Regions from separate parts of the Rattus norvegicus genome. Here region 2 is linked to region 1. The links are chromatin contacts, called in public Hi-C maps. All regions are on one chromosome and are shown on one strand. The core of a region is the stretch at or near the end of the contact, and the rest is flanking DNA. Distances in the headings are between cores, read along the strand shown.

The links. A called contact is a pair of places that touch in the nucleus more often than the background predicts.
Region 2: a Hi-C map of psoas muscle shows a contact between it and region 1, with 1.7 times the contacts expected there. The contact joins two enhancer-like sites. A contact is called at or near these places in 3 of 12 Hi-C or Micro-C datasets (liver and psoas muscle).

What each region holds. Positions count from the first base shown.
Region 1 is chr8:73,030,166-73,036,431 of GRCr8, forward strand. It overlaps Smad3 (SMAD family member 3), which reads right to left. Exons shown (of 9, transcript NM_013095.3): 6 at 799-1,011; 7 at 1-42. Among named protein-coding and RNA genes, the nearest start is that of Aagab, 55 kb to the left of the region's middle. Within about 2 kb of position 2,251, at least 17 of the 93 cell types and tissues checked have an H3K27ac peak or open chromatin away from gene starts, as enhancers often do.
Region 2 is chr8:73,178,328-73,184,593 of GRCr8, forward strand. No RefSeq gene overlaps it. Among named protein-coding and RNA genes, the nearest start is that of Smad3, 49 kb to the left of the region's middle. Within about 2 kb of position 2,749, at least 12 of the 93 cell types and tissues checked have an H3K27ac peak or open chromatin away from gene starts, as enhancers often do.

The DNA.
Region 1 (6,266 bases), core at 1,001-3,500:
CAAAGACCTCCCCTCCAATGTAGTAGAGCCGCACACCCCTCCCTGCAGAGGTCAGAAGATACTGGGTCAGAGAGACCAACCCCCCAGAGCAACTAGGCCAGCTGGGGAGGGGACATCAGACAGAGCTGCAAGTGGCAACTCCAAACAAGAGGAGCCCTGAGCCCAGCCTGAAGCCAAGTGGGTGAATGTGGGCAGCTCTGGGTTCCTAAAGCAGCTGGAATGGAGGGAAGAGCCTGGCCCCAGTCCTAATATTAGCTTCTGCCATTACCCCGCCTTAAGCCTGAGCTATCTAGAGGAGAGCAGTAATAACCTACCTTAGCAGCCCCTGCCACAGTGCCCAGAGGGACAGCTGCTGCCACCCCACTGCTCCAGTCCATCCCCCCACCATAACCCACAGGGCACAGAGGTGCCTTGGTGAAGTTGCTACTGGGGCTTTGGCATTCCCTGGCAAGGGACCTCCCTTCACATGGTCTCCTAGTGCAGTCTGTATATTTTATTTCTTTCCCTCTATCACCCAAACCCACTCCAGATGGACAGAAATTCGTTTTCAGTTGACTCAGCACATCAGTGGTTATGTAAACGGTGAGCTCTGCTCAGTGGGGATGTCCCCTTATGCTTAGAAGAGGTTTGGAGTACAAGAAAGCAACTCAACTCACGGACCAGTGTCCTGTGAGCGGAGAGCAAGTGCCGTAACTACACACTGTGCCACGCTCCCACCTCGCCTCATCTGGGTCCTACAGCCCTTGGTGCTGGGGGTCCCAGTGTCCTCAGGAGGCGGGGCTAGGGTAGGTACATTACCAATGTGCCGCCTTGTAAGCTCCACGGCTGCATTCCGGTTAACATTGGACAGCAGGCCCAGACAGAAGCGCTCTGAATTGGAGGGATCAGTGAAGCCATCTACTGTCATGGACGGCTGTGAAGCGTGGAATGTCTCCCCAACTCGCTGGTTCAGCTCGTAGTAGGAGATGGAGCACCAAAAGGCCGGCTCACAGTAGGTGACTGGCTGTAGGTCTGAGGAGACATGGGGTGTGCCAGGTCAGTAGATATTCAGGGAGGCTCTGGAAGACTTGCTTCTTCCTCTGACCCCCCAATTCCCATTGCACAAACCCTTCAGGGTGCCAGAGAGTGGGATCCTCAGAATTTGGGGGAGAATCTGACAGCCTATAGAAGAAGAGACACTGTGTTCATTTCTTTTGGACCCACAGGCAGCCTGCCCCATAGTGTTTGACCGAACTGTGAACAGAAGCATCCTTCAGAGTAAGGCTAGCCCAAACAGGAAGCAGGTCAGGACTGATCAGCACTATAAGCAGACCCTTTCAGGGACCCCTCAGCAGGCAGGGTCCTGGCAGCTCCTTTCTCACAATCCTGCAACCTCCTGCAGGACTGCATGTGCCCTGTGCCACCTCCAAATGCTCCTCCACACTGTAGCTCTACTACTGGCCTTAGGGAGGAGCTTTAAGCCCACTCTGCCCACTTAAATGATCCACCTATGCTCACTGTACCATCTCCCTCAGTGGCTTCAACCTCCTGCAGCCCAGGTATATGGTCCTTGTAAGAGTGAGGTGAAGACAAAGTCCCCATCCTGACACTATACAATTCATACTGCTAGAGCCAGCTCTAGGGTCAGCACACCCTAAGCTAGGGCAAATGACTGCTTGGGAGAAAGGGGGGGTTAGATATTATGGGATGGTCAAATGCACCCTCAACCTGTACTCGCTGTATACTAACAGCATATATATACCTTACCCCTTCCCCAAGTACTGAAAATAAAAACCATTCCTAGTACTGCCAGATGTGTTCCAGGGGTTGGAAGCACTCCCCATTGAAAGCCACTGTCCTTTAGGTTGAACCAGCATGATTTCATTCACGTTCCCTTGTGTGAGCCTCTAGATCACCCCTGCCCACCTGTTGCATCCTCTATGCCATTGGAGCTATCAGTGGATTCCATGAGCTAACTCGAGTAAGATGTGGCCACGCAGCAAACGCCGTACGGTATCAACATGATAATAACCCAGACGATGGACCTGAGAACTCCCTGATCCTGGCTTGACTTTCCAGATGCAGAAGAACAAGGCGTCCTTTCTTCCTTTTCTTCTCACGGTTGAGCAAGAGGCCAGGAGGGCAGAGGCAGAGGATCAAAGCTACTGTACAGAGGAGGGAATGATGGGACAGGAGCAGCTGTGGCCTGTGCCCCTGGCTTCTGAGGCTGGGCTGAGCCACACCGGCCATGTCCGGCCCTGGCTCTGCTCCATGCTTCCACATTCCAATGAGATAAGCTAGATTCTAAACAATGCAGCCACTAGAATGTGAGCTATGTTGCTTTGGACACTTTGGGGTGGTTTTTTTGGTTTGTTTTGGTTTGTTTAAAAAAAGAAAAAAGAAAAGCCCAGGACTAGCCAAGGGCTAGCCAAGGTTTAAAATGTTCGGGTGACCTGTCAGCACCACTAGCTGCTACTGCCCAGGTGCGGGCTCTACCGCCCTTGAGGTGTATCCTTGGAAGCATGACCTACTCTGGTCTGTTTCCTATTCTGTGTCAAGACTGGTTCTAGAGAGAGCTAAAGCCGGCCATCTCAGCCACTGCACTTCTGGCCTGTGTCAGTCTGAAGAGGCAGCTTTGGCTGATCCAGGTCAGCCTTGCCTTCCTCAGTAATGTGAACAGCACGTTTAGCTCCCTCACCCCCAAATTTCAAAGTCCTGCCTAAAATTTCATGGTCCTAGTCCCCGGGACACTGACACCTACCAATCCAAAGCCACCCAGAGTGTCTGTCACACCTGGAGGAACACCGTTCTGGGAAAGGTGAACTTCCAGGTAGAAAAAGGTCTTCCCGGGGAGATATGGACCCTCCTCCAAACACCTCTGGGATCCTCCAGGCGCCCTGAGCAGCAAAGTAGGGAGACTGAGCTCAGAGGGACACGCACGCCATCAGGACTCAGCAGCTGTGTCATGGCACCAGGGCACAATTTGAAGACTGCCACTTCAGAGGGTACCTGTCAACTCTGGCTCAGAAACAGGCAGAATAGGATAGCCCCATTCGTGGCTTTTAATTCCCTGCTTCTGGCTGTGCCTTTGAGTTCTCTCTCTCCTTCCACCCCCAGTATCAGCCCTAGCTGCTTTCTTCAGGCACTTCAGCCATAGCAGGGACAAAGCAGAAACGTATAATTACTGTTTCTTCCTGCAGTGGTGGTCCTGCCTCTGCCCCCAGATGCAATTCTTTTTGCAAAAGTCGGTGCTCTGGAAAGAGAACTACCACTGGTGTAAGTATGTGGTAGCAGATATTGACAGCCTGACTCTGAGCTTCCTAAAAGATCAAACAAAAAGAGGCCATCGTTGTGGCCTGGACCTGTCACACACCCCATAGGCTCATACGTGTGAATACTTGGCCCCCAGCTGTTGGTGCTGTTTAAGGAGGTTATGAAACCTTTGTGACCCAGGGCTAAGCTGGCAGATGTTGGTCCCTGGAAGCAGGCCTTGAGGGTTATAGCCTTCCCTGAGTTCTGGTTCCATTCTCTGCTTTCTGATCTACCAAGGTTTGAACAAAGTGTGCTTCAAGGTCCAGCCAACATGGGCTTAGCTGCTCCAGCCACCTTGTCATTCCCTGGAGTCAACGCACCCCAGGTTTCAGAGCTTCCCAACAAATGCCAGTGTAGTTTACACAGGCCCTGAAGACCTGCTGCTCAAAGGCTCCTTGGCTGATTGGCTTATGCTCCAAGGAGCATGGGTTTGTTGTATTGACCAAGGCTTCCATCACCTGGGATGTTAGAGAAGACCTTGACTGCACATAGCCCAGCTCCCACCAGCCTGGCCAGTCTCTGCTAATATCCTCTCAGAACAGAAATGCGGGAGACATGGAGCCTCCAGCACCATCAGGGGCCCCACCCCCAACCAGCATGGTGTCAGGCAAGCTTCTAGACTGGCATGGGGCACTCAATTCTCCACTGGCCCCAGGCCAGCCTAACGCATTGGCTGGCTTCAGTTCCAAGCCCCGTTCCAAGCTGGCACGGACTCTCTGTTTTGTTTAAGGAAAGGAAAACAGAATAAAACCCAGAAGGCGACACTCGGATTAAGGGGTGCCTATTAAAAACATGTGCAAAAGATTCCAGTTGGCAGAAGCAGAGGGGAGGAGAGGGGCACATCAACTTTCTCCTGAACTGAAGCAGACGATGAGCAGAGATCTGCTCAGTGAGTACCATAGGACTTGAGGTCAAAGCAGAGATGGCCTGGCTAGTCTGGGCTCTCCCTAGCCATGGAGAACAGGTCTATCTGAGTCTTAAGGATTCCACCCTCCAACCCCATATCCCTTCCAACTCTCTGTTCTTGAGCTGTTCTCTTTCAGAAGAGTGCCCTTCCCCATCTGTATGACCCTGACCAGCAAGGCCCAATTCAGGTGACATAGACATTCCTTCATGCAAAGAAATTTCATGCCCAGCCATCTGGGCACTTTCTCATGTGCTACAGGGGTTGGCCCTCTGTAACCGAAGTGTCTGGGCCCTAACTCGAGCCTCTGGGGTTAAGGCAGAGAGGCAAGACATGCAGAGGAATGAGGGTAAGTTCCTCTAGCCTCAGACCAATTTACTAAATCAAGAAAACATTCACCTCTATGAGAGTGTGTAAATGTGAGTGTGTGAGTGTGTGTGTGTGTGTGTGTGTGTGTACATACACATGTGTGATATGCCTTGGGACTACCTCAGGTGTCAGTCCCCACTTTCTACCTTGTTTAGAAAGGGTCTCCTGTTCAGCTGGCCTATGAGCTTCCAGGGAGTCTCAGGTCTCTGCCTCCCATCTGGCTGTAGAAGACACCTGCTGCCACATCCGGCATTCCATGGGTTCTTGGGATCTGGACGCAGGTCTTCATGCTTGCATGGCTGTACTCAGTGAACCACTTTCCTAAGCACCTGCCTGTGTTCTCACAAGCCCACATGCAGCTACACATGGCCTTTACCAAGGACCTGTCTGGCAGCATGGAGAAGCCAGTGGCTTCTCGTCATTTTCACAGGCCTATCATCATTCCTGCCACCCAGCCCTGTCCTCTCCCAGCAGAAGGTGGCTCACCCTGCCATAGGCACTCCAGGAAGCTATTATCTCAATAGGCTCCAGCTCTCTGCTGCCCCAGGGCTCTTGTGAGGGCCTCGGGTTTCCTCATCCCAGCCACACCCTACATGTGTCACCGTGAAGCAGGGAACAACTTACTCACCAGAGGGACCCAACTGTCACCTTTCCCTAACCTGCTGCGTCCTTCCCCTGTTTTCCTCAATCTTCCTGACTTAGACACTTAGGAAGTTCTAGGTGACCCACCCAGCATGATGTGTCTGATAGAAATATGCCCAGCTCACAGCCCCTGCTCTGAGAAACAGTGGTGCCAGAGATTCCCCAGGGCCAGCCTCTGCACCGTGCCCAGCTGGGGCTCAGCCATGCCTTTGGGCCTCATCACCCAGGTCGCTGCACCACTGTATTAGATAAGTGGCTTCCCTGTGGTAGGAAGCTCATCTTTCCCTAGACCGGAGTTGGGGCCTGGAGTGGGTAAGAAATGAAAGGAGCAAGTGGATGTTGTACACTTCTTTTTGCATCGCAATTTCATAACAAGATCTTTAGAAGGCACACCTGTACCCTGAGATCCCTCATCTCTTCTCTCAGAAGCACTGTGCTGACTAGCTGTATATCAACTTGGCAAACTAAAGCAGGTGAACCTCGGTTGAGACGATGCCTCAGTAAGATCAGTCTGTGGACAATCCAGTAGGGCATTTTCTTAATTAGTGATCAAGGGACAAGGGCTCAGCCCATTGTGGGTGGTATCATCCCTGGGCTGGCTGTCCTGGGTTCTACAAGAAAGCAGGCTGGGCAAGCCATGAAGAGGAAACCAGTGTGCAGCATGCTTCCATGGTCTCTGCATCAGCTCCTGCCTCCAGGCTCCTGCCCTGTGTGAGTTCTTGTCCTAACTTTCCTCAATGATAGACCAGCTTATGTCTCATTGGCTCTCTCCCAGAAGCAGGCCCCTCTCTCCCCGATCCACCTACTCCTATGATATCAGACAAGCCTTTCAGTGGTATTTTTTGAGTGAGTGGACTTGCTGGAATGATCAGTGGGCAAGAGAGAGAAGTTCCCAGCAGTCACCTGTTTGTGGGAAGATTGCAAATGGAAGGTTGCCCCCCTTCTTGGCACTGTTCTATGCTACCCACCCTAGTTCTTGGTTGGGAAGGGCTTCACACAGGCATTGTGTGCTTTATAACAACGCCTTCCCCTTGGACCAACGGCAAATACAAAGCAATGA
Region 2 (6,266 bases), core at 1,499-3,998, 150 kb after region 1:
ACATAAACTTAAAAAGCTTGCTTTAATTGATTTGGCCAGGATGATTTGGGTCGACGGTCCTCCTCCTCACACCTGTAGGATTAACACAACTTGCATAGGTCAGTTCTGCCCTTCCACCATGAGGGTTCAAGGAGTTGAACTCAAGTCACCAAACTTGGCAGATAGGCACCCTCTTGCTGGCCCAAGCCTTGAGGTTTTATAGCCTTGCCCAACTCCCTGTTTATTTCTGATTACAAACACAACATAACCACCTCAGTCCTTGCTAACACAAGGAAAAAGAGAAAGAAAGGGAGGGAGAGAGGGAAGGAAGGAGAGAGAGGGAAGGTGAGAGAAAAAGAGAGAGGGACAGAGGGAGGGAGTGAGGGAGGGAGAGAGAGAAAGAGAGAGAGAGAGAGAGAGGCCCTGAGGGCAAGCTGCCTTGGTCTATGGTCCTATCACTACAGGAATTTGTGCTGATGTCCATGGTCTACACTAACACCAAAGGCAGTGTTGGCGTTCTTTGTCTGGGCTACTACCTGAGACCATGTTGATGTCTGAGAGCCAAGCTGAGTTGGCCCCACTCCTCACCTACACCCTAAGGTAGCCTAGTCAGCTGCCTCATGTGGGAGAGTTGGTCCCTCCCCTTGGCTGGGCAAGCCTGGAGAGCTAGCCCTGGTGGGGAGGGCACAGGAGAGCTGGTGAGCTGACAAACTCAGACACCACTCAGGCCCAGATCCAAGGCTTTGAGCTGGCTCACCCCAACATTTATTCCACCTGGAGCTGCTGGAGCGCATGAAAGGGCCGGTCCTGCAGACCCAAAGCTGCAGGATCTCCACGACATAGGGCAACAACAAGGTATTCAAGGGTCTCAGCGAGGACCCGTGTTGATGGTGTAACAGAAGCTGACTTGAACCAGACCAATGACTCACTGTAATGCACAATCGCAAGTAAGTAAAGCGTTTGGACAAAAGAATACTGTGTGACATAGTGTGGCTACACGGCTTCCACAGTGAGATATTTTCTTTAATTCTTTCTTATTTTTTTTTTATTCTTTTGATGGGGAGGTTACAAGGGTAGAGGGCAGACATGAAAGGACTGGAAAATGAATGGGATTGGTGTGCATGATGTGAAATTCACAAAGAATCAATTAAAAAAAAAGCAAGAGAAAAAACCCCAGGAAGTATTTTTCCCCCACAGCATCAAGAAAGGTATTTAATACACCTGAGGAATACTAGCTCCCTGACAGTACCTTCCTAACTGGAAAACCCGTGTGATGTCCAAGGTAAAGCCAGGTGGCCAGGTCGAAAGGTCTAACATTGCTCTGGGCCTGGAATGGCCTCTGTAGGGCATTAAAAGAAAATCACTGAGCTGGTGAGCAGGTGGGGTGATGAGGCGGAGAGGCAGGACGCTAGTGTGTGAGGGAAAGCAGCCTCTCACCTTCAAACGCCTGACAGTCATCAGGACCATCAGCGGACGGATGTAAGATGGGGAAGCCCCAGGAGATTCCCCCACGAAGCTGCCAGAGACAGCATCTTGCCAAGGTTACCCCAACTTCCTCTGCTGCTACGCCCACCTTTATGCACTTCCCCTCCAGCCCTGGCTCTGCCCACTCTCACCTGGCTAGGGGTGTGGAAGGGGAGTGGAGGGAGACCAGGGACGCAATGAAGGTAAAACCCCCTGATTCAGAGCGTAGGAGAGATGGAGTTAATACCCAAAGCTCTCTGACTGCCAAACTGCCCATCGTGCCAGCACCTAGCACAAAAGTTCTGAAGCTTTGTTCTTGGGGGGAGGGAGGGGTCCTTCCCTGCACAGTGGCAGGTGCCCTGGCACTGGCTGTGCCCTGTGGGTTAGGGCAGGATGACGGAGCAGCTGTAACAAGCAGAGTGCTTCTCTGGTTTCCTTCATGCCTCCTTCGTCAGCTGTGGCACACACCTGATTTCATGCCCTACTGTGTGACGAACACTAGTACTTGTGTGCTTTGGCATTTAAAAATTATATTCTAGATCAGCAGTTAGAGCCCACTGGCTGCCCTTGCAAAAGGCTCAGTTCTTAGCACCCGTGTGGCAGCTCGCAACCACCTGTATAACTCCAGTTCTAGCGGATGTGTTGCCTTCCGGTTTCTGAAAGGACCGGGCAGACACACGGTGCACTTACATACATGCACACCCTCACATACACATAAGACAAAAATAAAGATTTTTAAATGATAGTTAATATTATATCAGCCAATAAAGGCGTTTGCCATCTCCCCGGCCCCACATACTAAGCGTTTTCTAATACTGCTCTCAGGAGAAGCCACAGTCTACATAGCACAGATGAGGACGTCAAGTGCCAGGGAGTTCCCCATGGCTAATTCAAGTCACCAGCTGATATGCAGTGGCTGGACCAGAATCAGGAACCCGTACCTAGCCACCGTTTTTTGTTTCTGTGTTTGTTTTTGTTTTTTAACTATCTCCAGGGTAAAGAACTTCCCTAGGCTTTCTTCTGGAGTAGCCCCGACTCTTTGCTGAAGGGGTCACGCCCACAGTGTGTAAATAAAGGAAAAAAAAAAAACGGGAAGAGGGACCACCCAGGGCCTGAAACCTTGCACCTCTGCCCTCAGCTGACCCTCTACAGGTTTCTTGAGCTAGAATGCTGCTGGGAATTCCTCTGTCTCACCACCAAGGCCTCCAGAACAAAAGCTCCCACTGCAGGAACTTCCTGCTCAACCTCTAAGGAGCCGGGCTCCAATTTCAACCACACTGCTGGTGATGTCATCTGGCTAGGCTGGTGTGAGGGGCCCCTCCGCTGCCAGAGCCTCTCAGTGAGACACAAGATGTCCCTGTGAGGAGTGGGGAAGTGCCAAGGCCATGCCTGGCCAAAGCCTTTCCCATCTCTGCCTTCATCCAGCTCCCAAACACTTAGTCATGGAGGCTTGGTGAGCATGCCTGTGTCCATTTGCCAATGGGAAAACTGAGTCCAGTGAAGCAACATCAGGGCCTTCGGGTCAGCAAGAAACTAGACTCAGAGCCAACAGACAAGCTTTCCGTTCTTGGCCTTTCCTTTAATTCATGTTTGTGTGTATGCATGAGTGTATAAATGTGTATGCATGTGCACATGTGCTTACATGAGGGTAAGTGTGTGTGTATGTGTGTGTGTGTGTATACATATGCATATGTGAGAGGGCCGAGGACACCCTCAGGTGTTGTTCCTCAGCTACCATCCATCTTGTTTTGAGACTGGCCTGACACTGATTGGCTAGGCTGACTGGCCAATGCACCCCAGGATCCTCCTGCTTCTGGCACCCTCGCTGCCATACCCAGTTTTTGTTCTCACACTTGCACCCCAAGCACTTTATCAGCTGAGCCATCTCCCCAAGCTCTTCTTCTTAGGTCACAAAGCACAGAGGGAAGGACAGGATCTCTGTCAAAGACAAGTGGCAGGGAGACCAATTACAAGGACTCCTTTTCCGAGCCACCCACTCTGACCCCGGTGACATGCTGAAAATTCAGCAAGAAATGGTCTCTCATCCATTCATCCATCCATTCAGCATAGCAGGGACCAACCACATGGGCTCAGTCCAGTCAAAGCACCCTGTGTGCTCAACTAATATTTTTATGTCAACCCAACAAGGGGAGACCATGGGCCAGGCTCTGAAGGAAGGAACTGAGAAAGTCTATACATGCTCACTGCACTTGTGGAAGACAGACAGACAGATGTTATTGCTGACCCTCACTTGCACATTTCTACCAGCATCAGTTATAAACCCAGCTCATTGGCACGGGGCTCTAACTCATGGCTACCAGTCCATGTGGTGTTCCTTTTACCTCATGTGCATCCTATAAGGCCGAATTGTGAACACCACAAGTCACAGTCTGTCTGTCTGTCTGCCTGCCTGCCTGCCTGCCCCCCACCCCAAGTCCAAGTCTGTGTGTCTCTCTGTGTCTCTGTCTCTTAGCCTCTGTCTCTCTGACTGTCTTTCTCTCATTCTCTAAGACAAGGTCTCACCATGTAACCCTGGCTGTCCCAGAATTAGCTATGCAGCCCAGGCTGGCCTCAAACTCAGTGATCCACCTGCCTCTGCCTCCCAAGTGCTGGGATCAAAAGCATGCACCACCATGGCTGGGACAGGTCTTACTTTGAGAGATCTTAGGCACCTTTTTCATTCAGGTGGGTAAATCCCTGAGACCCTGTTTGTACTGAATAGTTCCACTGCTTAGCTTGGGAAGGAACATGTGACCGAACTGGACCAATCAGATTCTTGCTAGAGTCTTCCCATCAGAACCAGGTCTGTCAGGAGAGATGCAGAGAGAGTATGCCTCTTCTAGGCTAAGAGTGGTAAGGGCAAGTGGGCCTCCAGTCCAGGCGCTAGGCCAGGGCTGGCTGCTTGCTCTGTTAGGGCTCCCAGACTTGCCTACCTCTTTACATTGCATTCTGGTTTAGCTCAAGCACAGGAAAGTTGGTTTCTGCCCCTGACACTGGAGTATTGCTAAGGAGGACAGGAAATTGCATGATGCCAGACATCTGTCTTCTTCATCCTTGTCTCCAGGGCCTGGCACACAAAAATAGTTCAGTCAGTCTTTCTTGAATTAATGCCAAGTGAGTTTGGGGGTATTATTGATTTAGACCCAAGTCTTACAATAATGGCTAGAATTTGCACCAGGCTGCTTTGAAAAATGGCTGTTATCACTAGTACTGTTGTTGTTATTGTTGTTATTGTTGTTGTTGTTGTTGTTGTTATATTAAAATCATAAGACAAAACAAGTTGAGGAGTGCTTGCCCACCATGCACAAAGTCCTGGGTTCGATCCCCAGTGCTGCATAAACCCAGCACGATGGTGCACATTCGTAATCACAACCCTGAGAAAGGTTGGAAGGCAGGAGAGTCAGAAGTTCAGGGTCAGTTTGGTCCACAGCCAGCCTTAACTCAAACAAGATAGAACAAGATCAAATCACAGGTGGCCCGAGTCAGAGTGAATCTGAAAGATGTTTGGGCTCCACGTGTTTGTTTTATGGATAAGAGGCTGGAGGCTAAGGAAGGGAGACAGCAGAAGCCCTCAATTTTTATACAACCGTCCTCCTCCTCCACCCCAAACTGATACACACATGTGGGCACTGCCGTGCTGGTGCGCCAGGCCAGAGCACGTTTTGGCACTGATGACTAGCACAGGTCCCCCTTTCCGCACCTCTTCCCTCCAGAGCCCCATCCCTCAGTTTCCATTACCAGTGAGGGCACACTGATCCTCACCAAGTCCTGGGTCCCTTCTCAGACAAATGCCTCTGCTGTACCACCCGCTAACTGCCCCAAGTCTCCACCCTGCACACCCTCTGTGGTCTGGGACCTGTTTGACTTTGTCGCTTTGTTGCTGGAGTTACTATGGTCAGCCTGGGCCTTGGCAGACCTAACAAGCCAAGTTCAGCCACCCATCCACCATATCCAACAGGCAGGTAATAGTGAAAGAAGAAATGGGATTTACTCGTGTGGCCACATTGGGAGGAGGAACGAGGAAGTTGGTGGACCACACAAGGGGGGGCCTGACATGAGGTTTAGGTTTACATAGACGGCAAGAGGTAGGGGTGGCCCAGCAGTCATGGTCTATGTGCATAGATTCCCATCATCCTTCGTGGGCTCTAGTCTCTTCTGTAAGGTGGGCTGACAAGTGCCTTGATTGGTTTCATAATTTTCCTGTTCCTGGTATGTAATATTGAGGAAGATTCGATTCCTTGGGGACCATTGTTTTGATGGTCTGATGGCCAAGGAGAGGTGCACAGGTGTTTCTGCAGCTTAAATGTGGTCCGGTCAGGATGGCCTTATCTTTGTCCTCCCCTGACAGCTGAACTCCTCTGTTGCGAGTCAGCACACACCCACCCTTTCTTTCATTCCTTAATTAACTACAAAGTGCCCATTCTGTGCTAGATTTGGATCCCTAGGAACCCTTGCTGCCCGCTAAGCATACTCCTGGGAGAAGGAACTCGGAAGTCATTTGGAATGGGCGAGCTGGTACAGTCCCCTGGGTGAAAAGACTTGGCAGCAAGGTAGGATTATGCACTGGACTGGCCAAGCCATCACAGAGGCCAGCACTGGACAGGCAAAAAGGTAAACCAAATAAGCCAAAGTGAGTTACAAGGACAAGGGACTGTGTATATTTTGTAAATATGTCATGAAACGCCACCTTTAGGGACTGAGGAAATGGCTCAGTGGGGAATGTGCTTTCCGTGCTAAGAGACTTGAGAGTGGATCTCCAACACCTGTGAAAACCTAACATAGCAATGGACATCTGTAACCCCAGGGCTTGGGGGAGGATAGTA